Linked DNA regions of Zea mays: region 2 is linked to region 1. The links are chromatin contacts, called in public Hi-C maps. All regions are on one chromosome and are shown on one strand. Each heading gives the region's core, a stretch centred on a gene start, on an enhancer-like site or on the middle of the called end of the contact. The rest is flanking DNA. Distances are from core to core; before and after follow the strand shown.

What was found. A called contact is a pair of places that touch in the nucleus more often than the background predicts.
Region 2: a Hi-C map of leaf mesophyll shows a contact between it and region 1, with 2.8 times the contacts expected there. The contact joins the promoter of LOC103629574 here to the promoter of LOC103629568 in region 1. A contact is called at or near these places in 6 of 25 Hi-C or Micro-C datasets (ear, endosperm, leaf and 2 more).

The regions. Positions count from the first base shown.
Region 1 is chr6:94,358,941-94,364,787 of Zm-B73-REFERENCE-NAM-5.0, forward strand. It overlaps LOC103629568 (probable methyltransferase PMT24), which reads right to left and starts at 2,372. Exons shown (of 7, transcript XM_008650648.3): 1 at 727-2,372; 2 at 478-627; 3 at 118-388; 4 at 1-36. The coding sequence starts at 2,097.
Region 2 is chr6:94,707,847-94,713,693 of Zm-B73-REFERENCE-NAM-5.0, forward strand. LOC103629574 (ubiquitin carboxyl-terminal hydrolase MINDY-1) reads left to right here and starts at 3,727. Exons shown (of 12, transcript XM_008650652.4): 1 at 3,727-4,111; 2 at 4,225-4,343; 3 at 4,504-4,610; 4 at 4,706-4,793. The coding sequence starts at 3,928.

The DNA.
Region 1 (5,847 bases), core at 1,122-3,621:
GCAGGACGCGGTTCAGTTCGAGGAGGAGAGCGCCACCTGCACGGACACACGGCAATCTCGGTCGGCATCGTCAGCAAGGGTCTGACCGGAAATGGAAGAAGGGGGGCAGCGGCGCACCGTCGGTGTGCCAGGGGACGCGGCAGCGCGCGCAGTGGACGAGGTCGAACGACTTGCTCGGGAAAGGCAGGCGCTTGGAGCCCATGACGGCCGAGATGGCCGGGATCCCGCGCTCGAGCGCCATCTGCACCTGCGCCTCGTGCTCGTCCTTGGGCGCGAACGACATGGTCGCCACGTCGCGCTCGAACAGGTAGCCGCCGAAGCTGGCCACGCCGCAGCCAACGTCGAGCACCACCCGCGTGTGCTTCCCCCACGAGATGGCGCGGACGGACTGGCCGAACAAGGCAGAGTAACCCTCCTTACCATCTCTACACTGGAGCGATCGAAACAGACAAACCATGGCATGCTGGCCGTTGGTACCTGCTGCAGGAAGTCGATGTAGTGCAGCGCACCATGGATGAACTGCGTGCCGCCGCCGGGGAATGTCAGGTACTGCCCGCTCACCTTCACCCAGTTCTGGTGACCCTTCACCTCCACCAGCTTCGTGTGCGGGACATTGCTGTACCATACCTGCACGTACGTCGTCGCCGGCACGACCAAGTCAGCAATGCGCCTTGCAGTGAGCATGGGGTGGGGGGGGATTCAGTTCAGAGACGCGGACGTATCTACCCTGTCTCGGCTCTTGGGCCACTCGATGGGACGGCGGTAGCCGCTGGGGAGCGCGACGAGGCACGTCGGGCCCTCGTCGGGGCAGTGCCGCTCCCGGTGCTCGTACCGCCGGAAGTTCTCCGGCCGCAGCTTCTTGATGGCCTTCTCGTTGTCCAGGCACGGGATGTAGTCGGCGCCGGCCTTCACGTTGCACACCCGCCACTCGCGCTCCTCTCCGCCGGCGTTCTCCGCGCCGTTGCCGTCGATGTCGCCGCCCTCGTCGCGGCGGTCCGTCTCCCGGTGTGACTCGTCGGCCTGCGTCGCCCACGCCTTCTGCTCCTCCGTGCGGCCTTCGGCGGCGAGCGAGTCCTCGACCTCGACGCTGCGGCCGTCGTCCTGACTGGCATTTCCGTCCGCGCGCCCCGTCCCCGTGTGCTCCGACTCCGACACGGCCTCTCCGCTGTCGGCGTCTCCGCTGGACCCTGACACCGACGACGAGCGCGCCTCCTCCTCGCCCTGTGACTGCTCCCTGCCGCGCTCCTCCTCTGTCCCTTCGTCGGCACCGTCGTCGGCCTGCGGGTCCTCCTGCGCTTCGCGGCGCAACTGGCTCCCGGCTGCGGCCTGCTGCTCCTCGAGCGCGCTCTGCTCCGCCTCTCGCTGCCTCTGCCCCGCGTTGCTCTCCTCCTCGATGCCGCCGTCCAGGTTCTTCTCCTCGACGGCAGCGGCGGCACCCCGAGGCCGCTCGTGTGGCATCTCCAGCTGCGGCTCCTGCTCCTGCTCCTGTTCTCGCTGCTCGCGGCTGCTCTCTTCCAGCACGGCTGTTTCTCGCTCCTTCTCCTCCTCCACCTCCCCACCGCGCGCGCTGGCCGCCTCGTCGTCTCCGGCGGCCACGTGGCCACCACCGTCCTCGGCCTTCACGTCCTCCATGGCCACCGCGGCGGCCTCGTGCTCCTCCTCCACGCCCGCCGCCGCCTCGTCCGACACACGCTCCTCGTCAGGCCTGGCGTGCGGGTCGCCCAGCGCGGCGCCGGCGCTCCGGTCGGGCCGCGGCTCCTCCTCGGCGCCAACGGCCTTAACAGCGGCGGGCGTGTCTCGGGCCTCCGACGCCTCCTCCCCGCGCGGCGCCGCCCGCTCCCTGGTGAGCTCGTACGCGAAAGAGGAGCGTGTAGTGTGGCGGTACGCGGTGACCGTTGCGGCGTCCCCGTCGGCGGAGGAGGTGGACGTGAGGAAGTAGGCCCCCGCGACGCACAGCGCGACGAGCAGCGCCGTCGTGGCGTAGTAGACGCACGCGGACGCGGCGGCAGCCGAGGACGACGCGGCGCCGCGCTTCCCGCCGCCGGCGCGCGAGCTGCGGGCGCCGGCGCCGGCGCCGGCCATGGATCGATCCCGCATGCGGCAGGGTTCGTAGCGGATGGGAGTCGCCTGGCGCGCGCGCGCGGTCGAGCAGTCGATTGATGAGGGAAACCAAACAAAGCTCTGGATGACTAATTAGGTTTTTGGCTGTTCTTTTTTGGCCAGCACAAGTGGCGGGAGGCGTAATCCCGGGAACATGGGGTGATCCCGGCGCGTCGGGGGTGGTCGGACGTGAGGATGACATGTGGGGTCTCCATGAGCTGCGTTGCTTAACAAGCGGGCGAGCTAGCGTTATCGTAGCATATATGCATGGGGCGTCGTCGTCGCCTCGGCCTCCTCCTCTTCTCACGCTCTTCACCTTCGCATCATGTGCCTCTACTCCATGTTTTTCTCTGCATAAGGATTTTTTTGAACAATTTCCGTAAAAAAATGTAGCCAAATACATAGTTGTGGTTGCCAACTAAGTACCAAACTCTTGCCATAATAATGAAAGTGAAAAAATGTCAATATTAGTTTCCAAGATGACTATACCAGTAGATGGAAGGAAACCTAACACTATCACCTTAAACTGAGGCGTCCCATTGCATTGCCACAGAAACATTCTTGTGAAAACCAAAGGTACATCTAGTATACAAAAACCTAAACGCTATATAACATTAGTTTAAACTTTGCGAATCACACTAAACTAAATCACCCTCACATCCACAACCTCCACTAAATCTAGCAAACAAATTACACTCAGACTTAGCACATCATCAAAATCAACGTTTCAGATCGTTTGATGAACAATCCCATTCGATCCCCTCCCCTCTCTTGCCTCGTGACCTGCCGCTCCCAGCCTCTCCCTCTCTACTGCCCCACGGCCGTCAACCTCTCTTCTCGCGTCGCCAACCATTCTATCCGTGGGATCGTAATGTTAATATAGACTATATACTGTCATAAAAAGGATAAAGAAAGAAAGAAAGAAAGGGCGAGTGGATAGATTGCAGGCAAGTCAAAAGGAGCAAGATATATTGTCCACTGAGTATTATATTGGGGGTAATTAATTAAATAAACCAAGGAGATTAAGCAATGATCTGCCGGCGGGGAGATGAGAGAGTAAAAGGGGGAAGCAATAAATTGGACAAAGGCAAGTTGGGTCCTCCGTCGTCTTCTCTCTAGTCAGTGCAATGGCTTGTCACTTACAAGCTCCAGGAATGGCAGGACGAGCCCAATAACCCATGCCTGGAACTAGAAAGCCGCACGAAGGATTTCCTCTTCTGCTGAGGAGGCGCATGAGATTGACCGAGCCGCAAGCCAAGCCTCTGCCAGCAGCTACCACAACCAGGAGGAAGAGGAACGAAGCGCTCCCTGTCCCTGGATAGCTCTAGCTCTCGTCCTGTCCGATCAGAACGGGGGGCCACGTGGGCAGGTCGCGTAAGGGGGCAGCAGGCCGGCAGCCATTTTTATAGATGTCCATAAAAGCACCCGGCCCGCGAGCCGTGTAGTGTATTGCTTGTGTAACAGTGATTTCGTGTGCTATTTGTGTAACTGTATGTAAGTGTAATGTGACATGTGTATTATTTCTGATCTTTGTAAGTGTAAATGTCAATTGTGATTGTGTAATTCAAACGGAGTGTTTCATGTGCTTGGTTTTAGTGTTGGTGGGCTCGGGCCGGTACAGTCTCGTTCTCGGGGTCGTGTGCTGGCTTGACACAGTTGGGCTCTTCTCATGTCAGGCTCGTTTAGGTCCTGTTCGGTTGTTCCGGATTGGAGCCCTGGATTAATTCCTAGCTAAATTACTTCTCTAATTTATATAGATTTTGATGAGTTGGAATGAATCCTGTTTTATTCCGGTACAACCGAACGAGCCCTTAGGGGTTTAGGCTCGTCGAGCGACCTATCCACAATACAAATAGGTATTCGAGTCTAACCATGCCGTATACTTAATAACCAGGACCGGATCGAGGTCGTGCTATTCATTTGGACATTATATTTTTAGTCATTCACGGGCTTTGCGACGACGCAAGTTTGGATTCCCACCCATGGCTACCACGTGGTTTTAATTTAATTTACAGCTGATTCCGAAAGCCTTTAGGCCTTGTTCGTTTACATCGGATTGCACCCGGAATTATTCCGGCTAATCAAAGTTTATATAAATTAGAGAAGCAATCCGGCTCGGATTCGTTCCGACCCATCAATCCGACACAAACGAACAAGGCCTTAGATGGAGGTGACTAGTCATGTGATCTACAGCCTAGGACTAGGAGTGAACGAGTGGTTAGCGCACACTCTTTTTTCTGATAGATGGCTAGATGGACAATGGGAGTTCCATCGGTTGCGTTGCAAGGTCGACCCGACCGAATGCGCGTATCGTGCTTTTCAGACGTTGAGAGAACGTAGCTGCAGCCAGCTAGCGCTACTTAACTCCTCTCTTGTTTGTCCCTCGCCTTTGCGTGTCATTTCCATAAATGACATAGAAACATGCTTTATTTATCTTTAATTGCTTGATGATCCATGCATCTATAGTTGGGTGGCCCAACCCAACCAAATTAAGGCGGCTTAGCGGCCTCAAGAAACTGATTCTAAAGTACACATGGCTTTGGAAAGGTGGTCCTGGTGGAGAGTGTGGCTTTATTTTAGGAAACTGAAGTACACATTGTGACACGTAATTGCTTGCAGTGTGTGGATGTGGACAGCGGAGCGACGCAGGCTGATGAAACTGAAGACAACCACAACCTTAATACTGATGAAGAGAAAGCGCGAGAAGCTGGAGTTCAAGTGAACAGGCTGAGGCGGGTGAAGAAGCTGAATCCAAAATACCTTGGGCCAACTTGGGTCATGTAATAGTTGCTGTGGCGTTTACAATTGGGCCTTGTGCCGTGTACTAGAACGACATCCTTGTCATACAAGGAGAAAGTCAGACTAGAAGAGATAACGAAGAATAGAAACCTGATTCCGTCGCCCAACTCTTCTAGTTCTTCTTCGCCAATCCACCTTCTCTGTACCCGCTACCTTAACATCTGGTATCAGAGTAGGCAGCCCTGGAGTCGCTTCCACCAATTCCAGGTCATCGTCCTCATTCTACTGTCGCAGTCGGCATGGAGGTCGTGATGCAGAAGGTGGTCGGCATGGAAGCGGTGATGCAGAAGATGCTCGACGAAATGGCGAACATAGAATCACACATCACGGACGCGATGTGTGGGCACTGCGATGACTTGGAGCACCGGATGGAGGAAGCATAACAGAAAACCGAAGCCCGTCTCATTTCCCTTGAGATGGACCAAGGCGAGTTTGCAGGGTGGAAGCCAACGCTGGAGAAACATCTCGATAACCTACTGTTTGAGGTGCAACGCGCGAACAAGTTCATGAAATGCGAGGCGTTCGACCATGACTTCACGCAATCGGGTCTTCTCCACCCTAACGAGTCGGCGACCAGGCGCACATCTGCCAGGGTTCAGTTCGTCGACGGGCCAGATGGCCACCGTGACGACAACAATCAACGGGTACACGAGTGGGGTAGAAATTTTCCCCACACTCATGTCCTGGTCAACAATAACTTCCATAATCCCATCCCTGGTCGTGTGAATGATACGTTCATTTCTGGGCATGATCGGGAGTCCCAAGGTAGTCTGTCGTGCATAAACTTTCCCCACTTCGATGGCGACAAACCCCAGTTGTGGAAAACTTGCTGTGAAAATTACTTTGATATGTACGATGTTGAACCTACCATGTGGATTAGAGTTGCAACAATGCATTTTAGTGGTCGGGCGCAGGTTGGCTGCAGTCTCTCGGTCGTCGTATTAGACA
Region 2 (5,847 bases), core at 2,477-4,976, 350 kb after region 1:
CTGCTCTTCATCAGTTCGAAGCTCAGGACGCAGCAGTTGATGATGATGATGATGATTTTGGGATTCCACCTCTGCCTCCGCCTCCTATGCCTCCACGCTCTCATGATCATGAGGCTGGGAGTTCCAGTGGTGCTGCCCCTGCTACCCCTCCTGCCATTGACCCTGCTCTTGCGGCGATTCTCCAGACTCTTACTCAGCAGCAGGCTCACTTGGCAGCAGTCCAGCAACAGATGTCCGAGAGAATGCTCTCGATGTTTCAGACGATTCAGGACATGCAGGATTCTTTGCAGTAGCAGCTTCTTCAGGACCAGGCTGAGAACCGGGCATTCATGACTCTTATGCTTCAGCACACCGGTGTGTCGATTCCCCCAGTTCAGTTAGCACCGCCTCCACCTCTTCAGGCTCCTGTTGTGCCAGCGATTCAGCTAGGACCCCCTCTTCCTATAGTTGGTCCTTCTTCCTCTCCGCTCCAGCCGGTCACCCTAGCTTTCATGTCACCGGTCTTCAGATCCGTCTACCCTCAGCCGCTAGTGCCACCAGCTTCTGCTGCTACCACTACTGCTATGGCGGTGTCTGTGACCACTTCAGATCCGGCAGCTCCTGCAGCGCAACCTCAGTCCGAGTCGGTACCAGCTCCAGCTTCTACAGCAGATCCTGGATCCGAGACTGACTCTGACCCCTAGCTGGTGTTCGCTCTACTGCCACGACCGCGACCGGATGCGCCCCTCCACCTCCTCCCTCTTCTGCTGTGTAGGTTCGGGTTCCCTTTTGGTGTTTGACGCCAAAGGGGGAGAGATATGAGTTGTGAGAGCTAGGGGGAGTTAGGGAGTTAGTAGAGAGTCATTTTGATGTAATATATGTGCTTGTTACTCTCTGTACTAGCTTCACTTTTGTATGATGCTTTTGGCTCACAAACTCTATTATATACTCTCGATGCTTATATTGACTGTGTGTGTATTATGTTTTCACCTTATATTTTATCACCAGTCTTCTAGTTCTTGTTCATCGATTTGATTTCACTTTTATATGAACAAGAAACTTATGATGTGTATGCACTCATTCTTATTATTTTGGTACACACTCTTTCTGTCAAAGATTACTGAGTATAACTAACCATCTTCTCTATTGAAAGAAATTTCAAAACAAACTACTCTCACAAATCTTGTAGGGTTGTCATCAATCACCAAAAAGGGGAGATTGAAAGCATCTAGGCCCCTGGTTGGTTTTAGTGATTAATGACAATGTAATGTTATATGTGACTAACGTGTGTTTTGCAGAGACAAATGGTAAGTTAGGTCGCATTACAGGTAGAAGTACTACAACGGTGAAAACAATCCCAGAGATAAGAACTCGAAGCGACGGCTAAACGACGAAACAAAAAGTGAAGGACTACGGAGTCCAAGTGTCAAAGAATTGTGGACACTCGTGATTTAGTTAGGTCTTTTATTCTCTTTTAGCCGTACTATAAAGAGGGGTTGTCGATGAGTAGTTTGACCAAGAGAGTTCTAGTGTAGTGTTGGTGCACATTCACACTCACATATAGTGCTAGGTGTCACTCTAGAACTCACTCACAAGTTAGAACGAAAACCGATTTGAAAAACAGCTGAAAACAGGAAATAGGGTTTCTGGCCTTGGGGCACCAGACTGTCCGGTGTGCACCGGACTGTCCGGTGCGCCCTCTGCCAGGTGGGGCCAGGCTGGCCCAAGGGAAGGCTTTCCTCGAGCAGAAAACCCGAGAGCGCCAGTTTCAGAAATGAATTTTAGTGGCGCACCGGACAGTGCACCGGACTATCCGGTGTGCACTGGACAGTGTCTGTTCACTGTCCGGTGTGCCATCAGCCCAACGGCTAGCTGCCAGAACTAGCCATTGGAGTCGACCGTTGGCGCACCGGTGGCGCACCATTGGTGCACCGGTGGCGCACCGGACGCAGAAGAGTGCTGGTAACGGCTAGTTGGTGGGTGAGGGCTATTTATACCCCCTCCACCCACCATATTCAATGTCTTGCTACCCACATTAATTCTAGCACATTGCTAGAGCATTGCAAGCACCAAAAGCCTAGTGAGGAGATTAGAGAATCTTAATCCCGTATTTGTTCCTCATTAGCGCTAGCGAGAGCCACCTAGAGCACACACCACTTGCATTAGGCTTCTCTTGGTCAAGCGAAAGTCTACGGCTTGTTACTCTTGGTGATCGGCATCACCTAGACGGCTTGGTGGCGTTGGGAGCAAGCGTGCAAGCACTGTGCCGCACCGTCGCTTTCGAGTTTGGAAGGTGATCCGCATCAGGGGCAAGCGTGCAAGCGCTGTCGGTGGCAGGCGAGGGCGCAGGCGAGGGCTAGGCGGGGGCGCGGGGGGGCATGCTTCACCAAGGAGAGAGGTGGACGCCCACGTTAGAGACTTATAGAGTAGTAGAGATTTGTCGTTCCTATCTATTTTTTCAAGGTAAAAGAAGGAGCCGGAATGGGGTTGTTGTGCCCTTCCAGCGGCCTCGGTCTGTAGGGGGCGACAGTGGATAAAAGGAGAGATGTCCATGCAATAAAAGGAGAGATGATGATGATGATGACAAATTTTGTAATTTTTATTTACATACCGTGGCTAGTGAGTCTTTTGCCAAAAAATAATATAAAATAAGCTACTATAGGAGAGATTATGAGATTATCATAATCTAGACATTAGATTATATAATCTAGATCTATAATCTAGGTGTTGATTTATTTGTCGGATCTATACACTGGATTATATAATCTCGCTAGATTATAATCTGAAACAAACAGGCCATTAGACTATAAGGTGTCGTTTGGTTCACGAAATGTAAACATAAATAGTATCGGTAAAGTTTCACACTCGATTACAAGTGGTAACAAGTTTGAATAGGACTGTATCAATTTCCTAGTGTGGTATGTGAGTACAGTTGTACTTAACCAAATATGATTTAACATTATCGGTTACCATTCACGTTACACATATGTAAACCAAACAACACCTAAAAGAAAGGACACATGAACTCCTAAGGTCATCACAACACAACATATCATAAGCATAATCACTGTAATACTGGATGTAGATATTCTCTCACAATGAGAGCTCGAACCAGTCTATACACCTTCCACGTGATTGGTTGCCTAGCCAACTAGACTCAGGGGCACCACATATTGTCGACCACACGTAGTGTGTGATTGGTTGGCTGTAGAGGATAGCGGTAGCCTGCACCCACGCGTGCAACATAGCCCATGTTTCGCTCACTCGCCTGCATGCGTGGAGACGCGGAGTCGTGTTCCCAGTGACCCAGGCTGAGGTGAGGCAGGAGACAACCAATCACGTGGCTTGTGTCTTACCTTCGAGTCTCAATCTCGCAAGCTACCACATAAGGGTATGTACAACTTTGAGACTTCGTTTCGGTTTTCTAAGTATAAGAGACAATTAAGAGACCTACATAATACAACCATGAGACTGTAGATTATAAATGTAGATACGAGACAACATGCATAGAAAGTCATGGAGAGATAATTTCTTAGCGAATAGCCACCTCTTATATTTTTTTCACTTAGTCTCTTATAAACTCCTCAAGAGACTCAATACTAAATGAGGTTGTACATGCCCTAACGCCTGATCATCAAAACGAAATAGTCTCAAACCTAACTAAGGCAGAAAATCCAAAAAAAAACTCATTAACGAATGCAAAATTACAGGCGGTTCCTCTTTTGCTAAATACACCCTCCCTCTGGCCACCTTTCTCCCACTGCCTCGTATTCTATTCCCCTCCCTCGCCATCTCCGCCGTCGTTGCCTTCTCCAATCCACTAGTCGACAACGCACGCGCGCACCTTCTCCCGCGGCGGCGACCCCCGCGGCGTCGTCCTAGGGTTAGGATTCAGGCGACTTCCCTCCCTTCCGTGTCGCGGCGAACGCGTGGGAGATAATACGCCCTATGTCGTCTGACCCTTCGCGCCACCTCCCGTCGCCGGTGGCTCCGCCGGACGCGGCGGAGGTGGATACCCATTCCGCCGAGCCGCCAGAGGTGATGCACCGGACGAGAGCCGTCGACTTCCTTGGACGACGCACGCCCATCGTCTACCAGAACGACAACGGGCCCTGCCCGCTCCTCGCCATCTGTGAGCTCCCTCCCCCCTCGTTCGACTCCGAAACCTCGCGGGTTCGCCGCGCGTCGGCGCGTGCCAGGTGGTCCCCCGCGATGTTCATGGCACCGGCGCGCGTGTGTGTGCAGGTAACGTGCTGCTGCTGAAGAATGTGATCAGCATGAACCCTGACGCGGAGGAGGTGTCGCAGCAGAGGTTGCTCTCGCTCGTGGCGGAGCGCCTCATCGATCCAAACATCGCTGGACAGGTTTGGTCTTAACTCTCGCGAGATCGGGTCTTTCGTGTTCGGTGGATCAATGCGGGAACGGTGTTGTGTTGGGATGCAGCAGCAGCTTGTGAGCTGGCATCTAGTAGTTAGGTTCGCTGGCTGTGGCATTTCCTGGTGTGTTAATGCTTTCGATTCACAGGTCAAGGATGAGGAGTATGTTAACAACCGGGAGCAGAACATCGCGGATGCGATTGATCTTCTCCCGTGCCTCACGACAGGCATTGATGTGAACGTGATGTTCAGGAAGTGCGTAAGGGTTTTAACTTGTTGACCAGTTGTTTGTCATGCACACTCGTGATAATATGTTTATTTTGATGCTTACTGAGCTGTGTGGGATGCAGGATTGATGACTTCGAGTTCACCCGAGAACGTGCTATATTTGATCTTCTGGATATCCCGCTATATCATGGATGGATTGTGGACCCTCAGGTGTGCTATCCTTCCACTTAGCAAAAATGCTATGGCATGTGTTGTGTTATCTGGTGATGCTGCTGATTTCAGTTAGATTTGTGCATGTCATTTTTGTTCCGAGTTTTACACTCACTTTATCATTCTAATCAATGACCTAAACCATCTAATATGAGCTAGTTTTTCTTGTTGAAATTACAGTTTTTAGTTTAACGGATACAACTGATTCTTTTAGTCCTAGTAGAAAGCCACTATGTTTCCATAATTGCGTTATGCCATTGGCTTGGTAGGTCTTTGTGTGTGCACGTGCATGTGCAGACACACATGCTTTTCCAGTGCTTTGTAGGTTTACTATCGTATGCAAAGCGGCCGCTAATCTAGGATTCATACATAGTCTCTGACTACCTGTCTCTGTTATTGATTCACTTCGGGTTCGTTATTGATGTCTGCCTAAAATTGTGTAGTCTACACAATGATCTCTTTTAGGATACTCACGTGCACAGATCTAGACTATTCATTTTATGAATTACCTAATGCAATTAAAAACATAATTTCATCAACACTTACCATAATTTCATAAAAAAAAAGCACAAGGTCCACCACATTATCTTGATAAAATGTATGTGAACACGACAAGGGTTGAATTTATTATTTTTGTCTACTACTGTCAATTAGTCTTGTTCCTTGTCACTTCTGCCACATTTTATATTACATATGACCCCCAAAAGCTTTGTTCATCAACACTTACCTGCAATATTTATATTGTTTTCACACAGCCCACCTGTATGACATGTTGGATCCATTCTGTGTGTTAGCTCTGCAATTGTTCACTACACACAGTAGACACGGAAAAGTGGTGATATGATCAAAAGAACTTAGACCAAATAAAATATATACATGTTGGATCTGTTTCGTAGGTTACCCTATGTATGGGCCCACCCATGTCACGTTCATCGTGTTAGCTGATTATGGTCGGGAAACTTGTATTTCTATTTTCTGATCAAAATGATGGTGTTGTCATTTTGGGGAAAATGAATATGTACATGTTACAGATTTGTTGCTTCCTATTACTCTA